2 separate regions of the Bombyx mori genome follow, and region 1 is linked to region 2. A link is a contact called in public Hi-C data. All regions are on one chromosome and are shown on one strand. Each heading gives the region's core, a stretch centred on a gene start, on an enhancer-like site or on the middle of the called end of the contact. The rest is flanking DNA. Distances are from core to core; before and after follow the strand shown. Region 1 overlaps LOC101737192 (dual specificity testis-specific protein kinase 2). Region 2 overlaps LOC101737192 (dual specificity testis-specific protein kinase 2).

Region 1 (5,304 bases), core at 1,746-4,245, 100 kb before region 2:
CTACGCTACGAAAAAAAAAGAAATATTCCACCACCTCGGTAAATTATATATGTTACCACATTATAAATAACAGCTACAGTGCTCTCTCGTAAAATTGCACGAAGAAATCATTATTACTCTTAAGAAATATTTCAATAAAATTCAAGCGTTAAAGTTAATTGACATGTTTGCATTATTAGTGTCCATTTAATCATAAAATTTCCTCGGTCGTAGTGAGTCTTTGGTAAAAAAACTTCGGACGGTGTTTAATTGATCGTTTTTGCGTGATTATCGACTCAATGTTCGGTTTATCAAAATATTTCAAATAATTTCAACATTTTATAGGTGTGGTTTTTATTGTTGTTTCTGATTATGCTGGAGATAAATGAGTACCAAGTGTTTTGAGCTCGCTCGTATATTCGCAATACCATTTATCCGATCTACCATCAGCTGGAAATCAATCTTGACGCCGTTGGTAGATTCAAAAATATTCGTTCCCACGACCAAGCCGTTCCCATATTACGCGGTGTTGTTGCAATTATCATGACTCGCCACACGTGGATAGCTGATTCAAATGTAACTCAGATTGTGGCACTGTGAATAAGTTCTTTTAAAATTAATAGCGGTTAGTCGCCTTAGAAACCTCACAACAATTGGCCGTTGTTCATTTTCGGCATTAACGTTAACAAGTCATGTTTAGTTTTAGGTAAATTAGTTAGGATTTTGTAGCAACTACCGTTTGTCACTGTTGGTCAATAAAAATGATCAATCAATAGGAAAGCTTCTTTTTTTTTAAGCCGACCAAGAAAAAGGATCTCCGAAAGCATTGCAGATAAACGAGAAACGACAAACAATCGGAAACAGAGGAGGCATTGTTTTCGTTTGCGCTGATAAGCGAACAGGAAGCGCACGGAATGAGGGTGAGAGGGGGTCTGTGGCATCCATTGTTCGGATCATCGTTTTCATTTCGTAACACATTACGCAAATTCACGATTCCGATTCAGGAAGTATATACATATAAAAATGTCATTATTCGGGGGCAGACAATTGAAATACAAAAGGCTGTGTGCGAAGCGAAAAACCGGGTCGCTTTATCAAGGATACAACTGAGCTGAGCCTGATTTTTTAACATCTAGATTTTTCTGATTTAATCCAAACGAAATTTTAATTTATAATTAGATTGTGTAAGACGATTTATTGTTTTATTAAAATTAGACATTGGCTAATTTTGAAGAATTTTAGCAAGAAACATAGTAGATACATAGTATATTTTAAATTTAGCAATTCTATAGTATTATCTTATAATCTTGTTTCTGTATAAACGGTATCAGATAAATTATGTTTAAATATCGGATAGACCGATAAAGGATTCATTTAAATATTATTTTGGTCATGTTTTACATAGTGGTTTCTTTCCAATAATTTATTAATAAAATAAGCGGTCCACAGCGGCAGACAGTGGTTTGGCTGTGCCCCTGACACTGACTGATGTCCAGGAGCGACGGTGCCCAATTTCCACCAGGTGAACCACATCGAGGTTGCCTTCTAAGGAGGGTTTTTTGTTAACACTGTTAGTTCCGAACAAAGACTCAAAATTACCACAACCATTGTTTTGCCTTTTCCTACACAGCTCAGGAACAATTCCAATTACCGAAGATATCTCCAAACTTAATTGAAAAATCTAGTGACACTTTATGTGTAAGCATTATTTGTTCATTATTTTCCATAATTCCATTTCATAATAAAAATCTAGAAAAAATCACGTTAAATACGGTATGCGATGACACAACCCTGAAAAATGTAGTAAACAAACCTACCCAGGTTGTTTGGTCAACACAAACATTGAGAACAAAGGGGAAACCATACCGTCGGCGACCTAATACGGGTAATACATATTTGCGAACTTGTTAAAGATACGTAAATTATTATACATATTGTTTGAATGAGTCATTGATAACCAGCCGTGTTTATTTTTTTGCTGAAATGCACTGTTTTCTTCATTAAAACCGAATGACTATGAAATTTGTTGACTATTTATTGTTTCCTCAATAGTAAACCAAAGTGGCTGAAAAGTGGCCCGGTTCCATAAATTTTTGACATTCGTAGTAAACAGCCACGCTAAGAAAAGCAAAAAGTGACACAACTCTATTACTTCAACAATTAAAACAATCGCGTGGCGAACGTAAATTTTGGCAAAACACGTTTCGTCTCACAAACATCAGGTGGTTTATTTGAAGATTCTTAATTCGGTGCCAAAGTAAATTGTTCGACATCAAAAACAACAGAATTCATTCGAATATCAAATTATGTGTCTAATGCCAAACATTCCTTAGAGGATTACGTTTAGTATAATACTTTTTTTGCTGTATCTTTTGCAATACCAGACATGAAATGCATAAAGTCTAGCAAGACAAGCATCTCCCAAGTTTCAACACAGGGGGTTGTTCGTATCCAGTAGATTCGCGAGACCTTCAACAGGTCGTCGATCGACCTTCTAGGACTTTTTAGCCCCAGTAGCCATTTATTCTGGGAGCAATGTGCTTTACCCATTTCGGCCTCGGAATCCTTTGGGGCTGTACTTGGTTACCAGGGTTTTCCCGTGAATATCCTGATTTCAAATTCATAATCCAAGGATAGCCTTCGGTATTGCTTTTTAACTTTGGGCTTTTTGATAAAGCCCATGTTGAGACCACTTCTCAGTAGCGGTATTTGCGGGATGCGACTTTGGATTTTTTGCATTCCTGCATATTATAATTATTATAGACATACTAATACTAATTGTGCTCTTTTCATGATAGAACAATCATTTGGTTCTTTGTTCAACAAAACAAAACGCGAAGCAATCCTGGTTTGTTCGGTGGATCGGAAATCTGTTATACCAAAGCAATTGAATTTTGAATATTGTTTTCGAATTCATATTTCGATTTCGATTTGGCATCATAGCTCCAGTCTAATTACACATATCGCATCATCTTAGCGATTCGGAGCCGAGCAGTGGCCGGGGTGCAATCAACTCGGCACACATGACCCGTTGACGTCGTTAATAACAGCGTACCTATTGTCTATACGTATTGATGACGTCAAACTCACAGTTAATTTATTCTTATAGTATTAACATTGCTGAAACACTGCAACAGTTTAATCTCGAGATTATTTTGATCATTTTACGATCTCAGATGTTTCGAATGATTTTCGTTTGCGGTAACGATTGATATTTTTAACTCGTAAATAATTACTCAACCATTACAAATATCCAAATCTAAAAGCATGAAAAATAAAAAATAAAATTTAAAACATATTATATTAATTCTACCAATAATGATTTGCATCGAAAATATCAAGGCAACATAAATTGATATTCATGCAACACATAGAATTAATTTATTATATATGTAGATAGGTATAAACAGCCGTTATAGGATATTCGCTAATATTACAATACTAATTTAAATAAATTATTATGAAAGGAATATTAAACCATTAAACAAACGTAAATAAAAGATTATTGGGCTGCAAATGCTCATTGATGCAATATGAATGTCGCCACCCACATTGAGACATCAAAGTCTCTATGTATTCAGATGATAATTGATAACATCCCGTCAACATAATTTGTGATTTTTAAATTTTTTTTTTTTGTATAAGCGTAATTTTCTAGCCAGCATTCGCCCAGTAGTCAAAATTTGACTTAGATTCATCTTCTATTTTGTTTTGTTATTGGAATGTTTTCGTATAAAGGTGAGAAAATGTTTACACGTGTGTAAATTGTCAATTTAATTGGACACGCTGTAGTTTTCAAATTACACTGAAAGATTCCGTTACATAAATCGGTAGATATACAGGTCAAGCTAATGAAACCACTATTTATTACGCTTTAGTGTGCTTCTGCGGCCAACAGAACTACTAGGCAGGGCAATACATGCGACATTACGCTAAGCTTTTGTGGTCAGCATTGGCCAACATTTTATTATTATTATATTTATAATAACTTATGACATTTGAAGACGAATTCCTGATCTAAATGTTAATGACGACCCAGAAATATATGTTCATTAAAATGTAGATGAAAATCAGTTTCGTATCCGCTTGGTAATTAACATTATTTATAAGTGTCTTCATATTTTGTAATTAGTATCAATTAACTATGATCGATGGTTGCTCAGCACATTTAATTTTACATTTTTGTCTGGATCACATTCGCACATTATTTTTTGGATTTTTATAGTTAATTGTTAATGTGTTTTTTTGTTTGTTATTGTCTACTTTTTTTTTTCCTACCGAAGCTGATAGCCTTGAGAGGCTATTTCAGCGTAACCTTATCTAGTAGGTGAGCTCACGGGGCTCAAACCGTACTGATGCTAACACTGACCCTAGCAAGAGCAGTGCTTCACAGAAACTACCAACGGATCGGAAACGCGACCCACTAAGAAGATCCGGCGAAAAACTCAGTGGGCTGTGTCTGTGGGATTGTCTACATATGAAAAGTACTTTGGATAGCATTTGAGTAATCCCTATTAACCGCTATTGGCAACGATTGCACAAGAAGGGTAGCGGTACGCGAGGCATGGCGACGTCTTGTGAAGCTTACCACTACCCGAACTGATGACCACGGCCGGACTTTTTGGCGGGAACGCGAGGAGTTAAGGTATGTGATTTGTTTTATTTTGTCTATTTAGTGTTTCTTCAGGTTTAACAGGTGTAATAACGGTGATTTATTAACTGTTTATCTGTGAAAGTGCACAAATGTGGGAAAATGAAACAAAGCCACTGGACGTAACTTCTCGGTATCCTCCAAAAAGCCCACTGAAAAAACCACAGTAAATGAACACCATTTTACTGATATTATATTTCATCCCATATCATCTCATTTCATTTCATTTAATTTCATCCCAGTTGATTAATGTTCCAAATTAATCATCTTCATTTCATTTCACTCCATATAATCATTTTTCATAAAAATAAGAATATAAATTTTAATAAGACATGACTTAAAGGTCTTAGTTACCAGGTCATAAAATCCCTTAAAAAAAATGACCACGGCCACTCTGCCAAGAGTGCCCAACGACTGAGAAGAAGAATCCCTGTTGCTATTGATATCTCTCTGTATAGAGATATCACCAACTCTGTATAGAGATATCACTCACCCAAGTATATTCGGATGTTTCAACTTGTTCATGAGCTGCACTTCTCGGAGCATGTTCGGTCTGTTAGCCCGTTGCTGGTTCATTTTCAACACCATGACCTTCGCTGATGTTTTGTGGGTTACCTGTAACAACGTTCATGTAATTTTTATTAACGGTAAATTGTAATTTTTTGTGTTAGGTA
Region 2 (5,853 bases), core at 1,371-3,870:
CGTACCTACTTCCGCAAATTAGAATTGTTTTAATGTCCAAACATTAAACAGAATTGCGAGTGCGCGAATATTTTAAGTTTACTAAATATTTATATTAGGCTGCTGTATGAACGAATATTGAATTTAATTTTTTTGTTTTATTGCTTAGATGGGTGGACGAGATCACAGCCAACGTGGTGTTAATTGGTTACTGGAGCCCATAGACATCTACAACGTAAATGCGCCACCCTCCTTGAGATATAAGTTGTACGGTCTCAGTATAGTTACAACGGCTGCCCCACCCTTCAAACCGAAACGCATTACTGCTTCACGGCAGAAAATAGGTGATGGTACCTGCCCGTGCGGACTCAGAAGAGGTCCAGTAAAGTTACTTTTAATACGTCTATAAAATAGAATCCGTAGTTTCCACACTACATCATAAAAACAATGAAATACTTACGTGAATTCTTTCCTAACCTATTCCTGTTACGTCGCATGTACGTAATATGTATGACCTGTGCTACTCTTGTAGACTGATAGTGAGACGAAACAGCACTTTTGCATCTACTTGAAGATTTATGGCAAGAAAAAAATGAAAACTTTTATGCGACAGATTTGAAGTTGATAACTAGTACGTGGTAATAAACGAATCTGAAAATTTAAAACTACTAGCTGACCCGGCAGACTTCGTAGTGCCTCAATCGATAAATAAAAGACTTAACTTTTGTATAAAATAAACTTAAAACGAACAAAAGGAATCCGTCCGACAGAGCACACATCAAAGGGAAAACAAAATTGCTATTTTTATTTAATTCCGAGCATTTTCCTATTTATCTCCCTTTTAAATCTTCTCTGAACTTCCACAAATAATTCAAGACCAAAATTAGCCAAATCGGTCCAGCCGTTCTCGAGTTTCAGCGAGACTAACGAACAGCAATACATTTTTATATTTTAAAACTATTATCCTATTCAATGAACAAAAAAGATCATTGCTTAACGAAAATAATTCTTTTCAAGGTCTCGGGAATTTCGAATAATTTATAACATCCAATACAGCTCACCTCACGTAATTTAGTAAGGGGCTAAAATACATTAGACCATGCATTTCAACTGTAACCACTAGCATATTGGATGTGGGAGCGGCGTGGGGGTGGCGGAAAGCCTCGCCCTGTTCCACTACAGACGGCTTTTACCCTCCGGCGAAAACAAAGAGCAGTCGAAAACCGTTGGAAAGTTAATTATTATGAAAGCATTCACCGATGAAAGTTTTATTATTTGCACAGATATAATTATACCGGTAGAGAATAATGTGCAATTGAAGTGTGATTTTCTTTTTGATTAATAATACCAATTAAGTAATTTGATTATAATCACTGATTATATTCTCATTATTTTGACTTCATGTAATACGGGAGCTTTATTGATGCGTAATTTTCAAAGGTTGAACTGATGTCAGTTTCTGAATTTATTTTCATTATCCTTTCCTTATTCGCTTTCCTTATAGTGTTCCGAATCTACGATCAGTTCACATGGTCTAATCTAAGCCGAGAAATCGGCATTCACATTATTTTTACGTGACAACTTGCGGCTTTCTTCATACTCTGTTATTAAAGAAAGATCTGCTAAAAAAAACCATTTTTAAGCCATAGACCTCTCTTTCTCACAACGTAGTTGCTGAACTCGAGATAATATGAGTCGAAATTATTTAATTTAAAAAATAATAACAACCAAACTAAACGAGCTTTTATCTGCATTGCTTTAGCACATCCTACAAGTAATTACTTCCAGCCACAAATTATCCTCAGGGACCTTCGCAACAGCTTATGACGTTAATCAAATTAGAAGCCATATTATTATGTAGGTTCACACTAGCCAACCGAACATAACCGTTCGTGCCGAGTAATAGAACGATTAAAAATCAGTAAGTGAGCCTTGTTAGCGAATGTGAAGGTTACATCCTGTATCAAGTGAATCACTTCCTCGATGCCAGGGAAATAGTAATAGTTTTATACGTACGTATATATTTTTTTATTTACTATATTTGTTATTTATTTTTTAACAATCACGCCACGTTAACTGATCCCGTACTAAGTTCGTAAAGAACTTGTGTTACGGGTACCAGAGAACGGAAATAAATGTAAGGTTTTTATTATACACATACATATATTTAATATACATTCATAACCCTGGAAAAGTCATTTTGTATTTATCATACAAATATCTTCCCTTGGCAGGATTCGAACCCGCGACCCCCTTGTGTAGTGACCATGTCACTTACCACTACACGAGACGGGCTTTTGATATAGTTGTATTGTATGAGCTCGTCCACCCTTCTAAGCAATAAAAAATAAAATAAAAAATAGGTATCTTAGTTTTCGTGGTCATAGGTGATACATGCTCTGTACATACATACATACGTTTTGTTTACATTGCGCGCTATTCGGCGTAATTAGTTTTACTAGTGATATTTCTTAACAGCAGTCGTCTACCTTGAGACACGAGAAACCAGAGTACTTGAAGAAGACAACTAAGTTGGGAAACCCGTTTGGTTATTCGCATTTTAAATAAACAATGCTATCAACCTTAGAGTTCAGTTTGAAATATACACATTTTAAATGTCACTGAATGTCATTCATTCTGTTATCTGACCAACGGGTGTTTTTATGTAACGATAAAATATTATCGTGAGATTTGTCCATAATGAATGGACAAAAGTGAGTGAAGCGCGGTTTGATGGAGAGTAGTTGCCGCTATCCATTACTATCAGGAATACCAGACACTTCTCAAACCTCGTTTAAAGATACGTTTCATAGATCCCGGGGTATAACGAAAAGGGGACTTCCTTTCATAGTTTTATAGTTCGAGCAATGCACGGAAGGAATTGGTTAAAGGCAAAAAGCATCAACTTTCCTCCGGTGTCCGATGGAACGGTGGTAGATTGAGAAAGAGAGCATTGTCTTTATTAGTTGAAGAACTCGCGACAGGTAAGGTAGAGCACACAAAAGGATGCCCACCGACTCCGAACCATCGATTATCCCTTTGAAAGGACCCGAATGCTTTACCGTTGGTATATTAATTAGGTCGAAAATATTTGTATAATGGCTGCCCTGCTCATGAGGTCGAAATAAATGACGTAACAGATACAGACAGGCACAATACCCCGCACCACCAGTATGCACCACCAAATACAGAATTTTTTTTTATTGCTTATTAGGGTGAACGAGCTCACAGCCCACCTGATGTTAAGTGGTTACTGGAGCCCATAGACATCCACAACGTAAATGCGTCACCCACCTTGAGATATAAGTTCTAAGGTCTCAAGTTTAGTTACAACGGCTCCCCACCCTTCAAACCGAAACGCATTACTGCTTCACGGCAGAAATAGGCAGGATGGTGGTACCCACCCGCGCGGACTCACAAGAGGTCCTACCACCAGTAAATTCGAAGAACGTGACCCTTTTACTAGTGCGGTCGTGTAAAAATAACGATTCTATTTAAATTACGTGGCTGTGTTTACAAACATTCATGAGTCAGACCGAGTCGAACGGTTCAGTTCTGAGCAAGTTAAGTATCGCAAGGAACCAACCCCATTTCCGTTTCTCGTCTATTCTAAACGCACACTTACCTACAGGAAATAAAAATATCCTGAATCACATATATTTTTTTACGATAAACGACCTCATGCTTGTGTGTTTGGCGATAATGTTTCTTCCGTTAGATTAAAACGAGTGTTTGGAACTTAGATATCTTTATCATTATTTCCGAGAAATATTATTTTGTAGAATTTGATGAATACGTACAAACAATGAGTGGCGTCAGCGTCATCGGGCTAGTAGGCGAGTTCACGGGGCTCAAACCTGACGATATTGCTAACACGAACTCTAGCAAGAGCCGTGCTTCGCAGAATTTACCACCGGATCGGAAACGCGACCCACTGAGAAGATCCAGCGAGAAACTCAGTGGGCTGCGTCTGTGGGTTAATTTACTCGCCGAGCCCTTCGTCGCAAGCGACGGGTTCGACGAGAACGATGACCGGTGCTTGAGGTACCTTACAAGCAACGTTAGTGGATCGGGTGGATCCGAGATTACGTGTTTTGGGCGACGGTTTGCCATTTGGTCCGCAGCATCGGCTATGACGGTTTACATGATGTCTGACCTTTATTCATCAGTAGGTAAGTGTCCGCGATTCTGTCTTTTTAAATTGTTACTATTGCGACCTCCCCTCATCATTCCGGGTCGTAATACTTCCCCCATCTATTTTTCTATCATAAGTAAGCATTGGCAAAGTAAACATAAAATTCATAAGCTTCCTATATTAGTGTAAAACCTTTATTCAGAATTCAAAACTATTTATTAGACCGAAGTAAAATGTTACGATGTCGAATCAATTGAATTAGTTAGTTAATTAGAAACATCGGACTTGCGTAGACACTAATTGGTTTAAATCCAGGGTCTAGACTTATACCAAATACCGATTCCAACTACACGACTGTGTGAGTTACGCCTTTGAAGTTATCGTATCTTTAAACATTTTTACTGTTCTGTTTATTTAATAATTTATTGTTTTTATTATCATTCAGATTTGAAAACATATTGAATTATCAGGAAACGAAAGTATGGTATGTTTTGATAGGCTGAAATATGTATCCTATTTATATGATTACCACTTCAGATCGGAAGAATGAAGAAAAAAAACATCTTTAATAGATCTAATATGTCAAACCTTTAGAATTAAAGTGGCTTAATCTAAAATTCTTGTTTTTTATTAAACGCCAAAAATGTACCTAATCGAAGAATTGTAATTTTTGAGGTCCTTGATTTTAATACTTTAAGATATGGCGCTTGATTATGGAAAGAGTACTTTTGTCCTTTCTAGACTAAAATAAGACTGTTTAATTTTATAAACTGAAAGAATACATGTTCAGAAATCATTCGAAATATAAAACTAATTTTCTTAAAATCTTTAGTAAGGCCACTTAAATTCTAAATGTGCCATGTGTCAGACAGATGCAACAACAAAAGACATAAACACATAAATTCCTCCATAAATATGAAAAATTAACGAAATGATGTCAGTTTAAAAAAATTTCATCGTATTCGAACGGCGCCATTTGTGCTAACAATGAAATTATTGCAATCGCCGTGCCGCGTACCGTATCGTTCAAAGACACACAAAGACATTGTTCCGTTTTACATTAAAACAATTAATTTTGTATTAAAACAATAAATACGTATCGGATGCCGTCATTTGTCTTGCAGTTGAGCTTCAGTCAGCTCAGTTAAGTGGTAACTGGAGCCCATAGACATCTATAACGTAAATGCGCCACCCGCCTTGAGATATGAGTTCTAAGGTCTCAGTTTAGTTACAACAGCTGCCCCGCCCTTCAAACCGAAACGCATTACTGCTTCACGCCAGAAATAGGTAGGGTGGTGGTACCTACCCGTGCGGACTCACAAGAGGCCGAACCTACTTATACCTACCTGTCCTACCACCAGCCGAAGCCGTTTTGTTCAGTCGATTTTAACATACGGGCCTAAAATTCACTTTGCTTCTATTATCGCTGGTGTACACGAGCGATAGTCACCTTTAACCAACTAGTACTGAACTTAAAACTGCAACAGAAGCGACTACGTTAGGAAAATGAAAATAGAAAATTTCAATATTTTATCACAAACAAAATCGTTAACATTGTGAGCACAATCTCTTCCAATAAAGTGAGCACAAGTGAGTGAAGTCGTCGTGGCCTAAGGGATAAGACATCCGGTGCATTCGTGTTGAGTGATGCACCCGGTGTTCGAATCTCAGGCGGGTACCAATTTTTCTAATGAATTACGTACTCAACAAATATTCACGATTGATTTCCACGGTGAAGG

What was found. A called contact is a pair of places that touch in the nucleus more often than the background predicts.
Region 1: a contact with region 2 is called in a Hi-C map of whole pupa, with 2.6 times the contacts expected there. The contact joins two enhancer-like sites. A contact is called at or near these places in 3 of 7 Hi-C or Micro-C datasets (midgut and whole pupa).

What each region holds. Positions count from the first base shown.
Region 1 is chr22:15,204,317-15,209,620 of ASM3026992v2, reverse strand. It overlaps LOC101737192 (dual specificity testis-specific protein kinase 2), which reads right to left. Exons shown (of 9, transcript XM_038018960.2): 2 at 5,124-5,245. Among protein-coding and RNA genes, the nearest start is that of LOC101746659, 31 kb to the left of the region's middle. Within about 2 kb of position 2,995, at least 4 of the 8 cell types and tissues checked have open chromatin away from gene starts, as enhancers often do.
Region 2 is chr22:15,103,593-15,109,445 of ASM3026992v2, reverse strand. The region is part of intron 1 of LOC101737192 (dual specificity testis-specific protein kinase 2); the gene reads right to left. Among protein-coding and RNA genes, the nearest start is that of LOC101737192, 7.9 kb to the right of the region's middle. Within about 2 kb of position 2,620, at least 5 of the 8 cell types and tissues checked have open chromatin away from gene starts, as enhancers often do.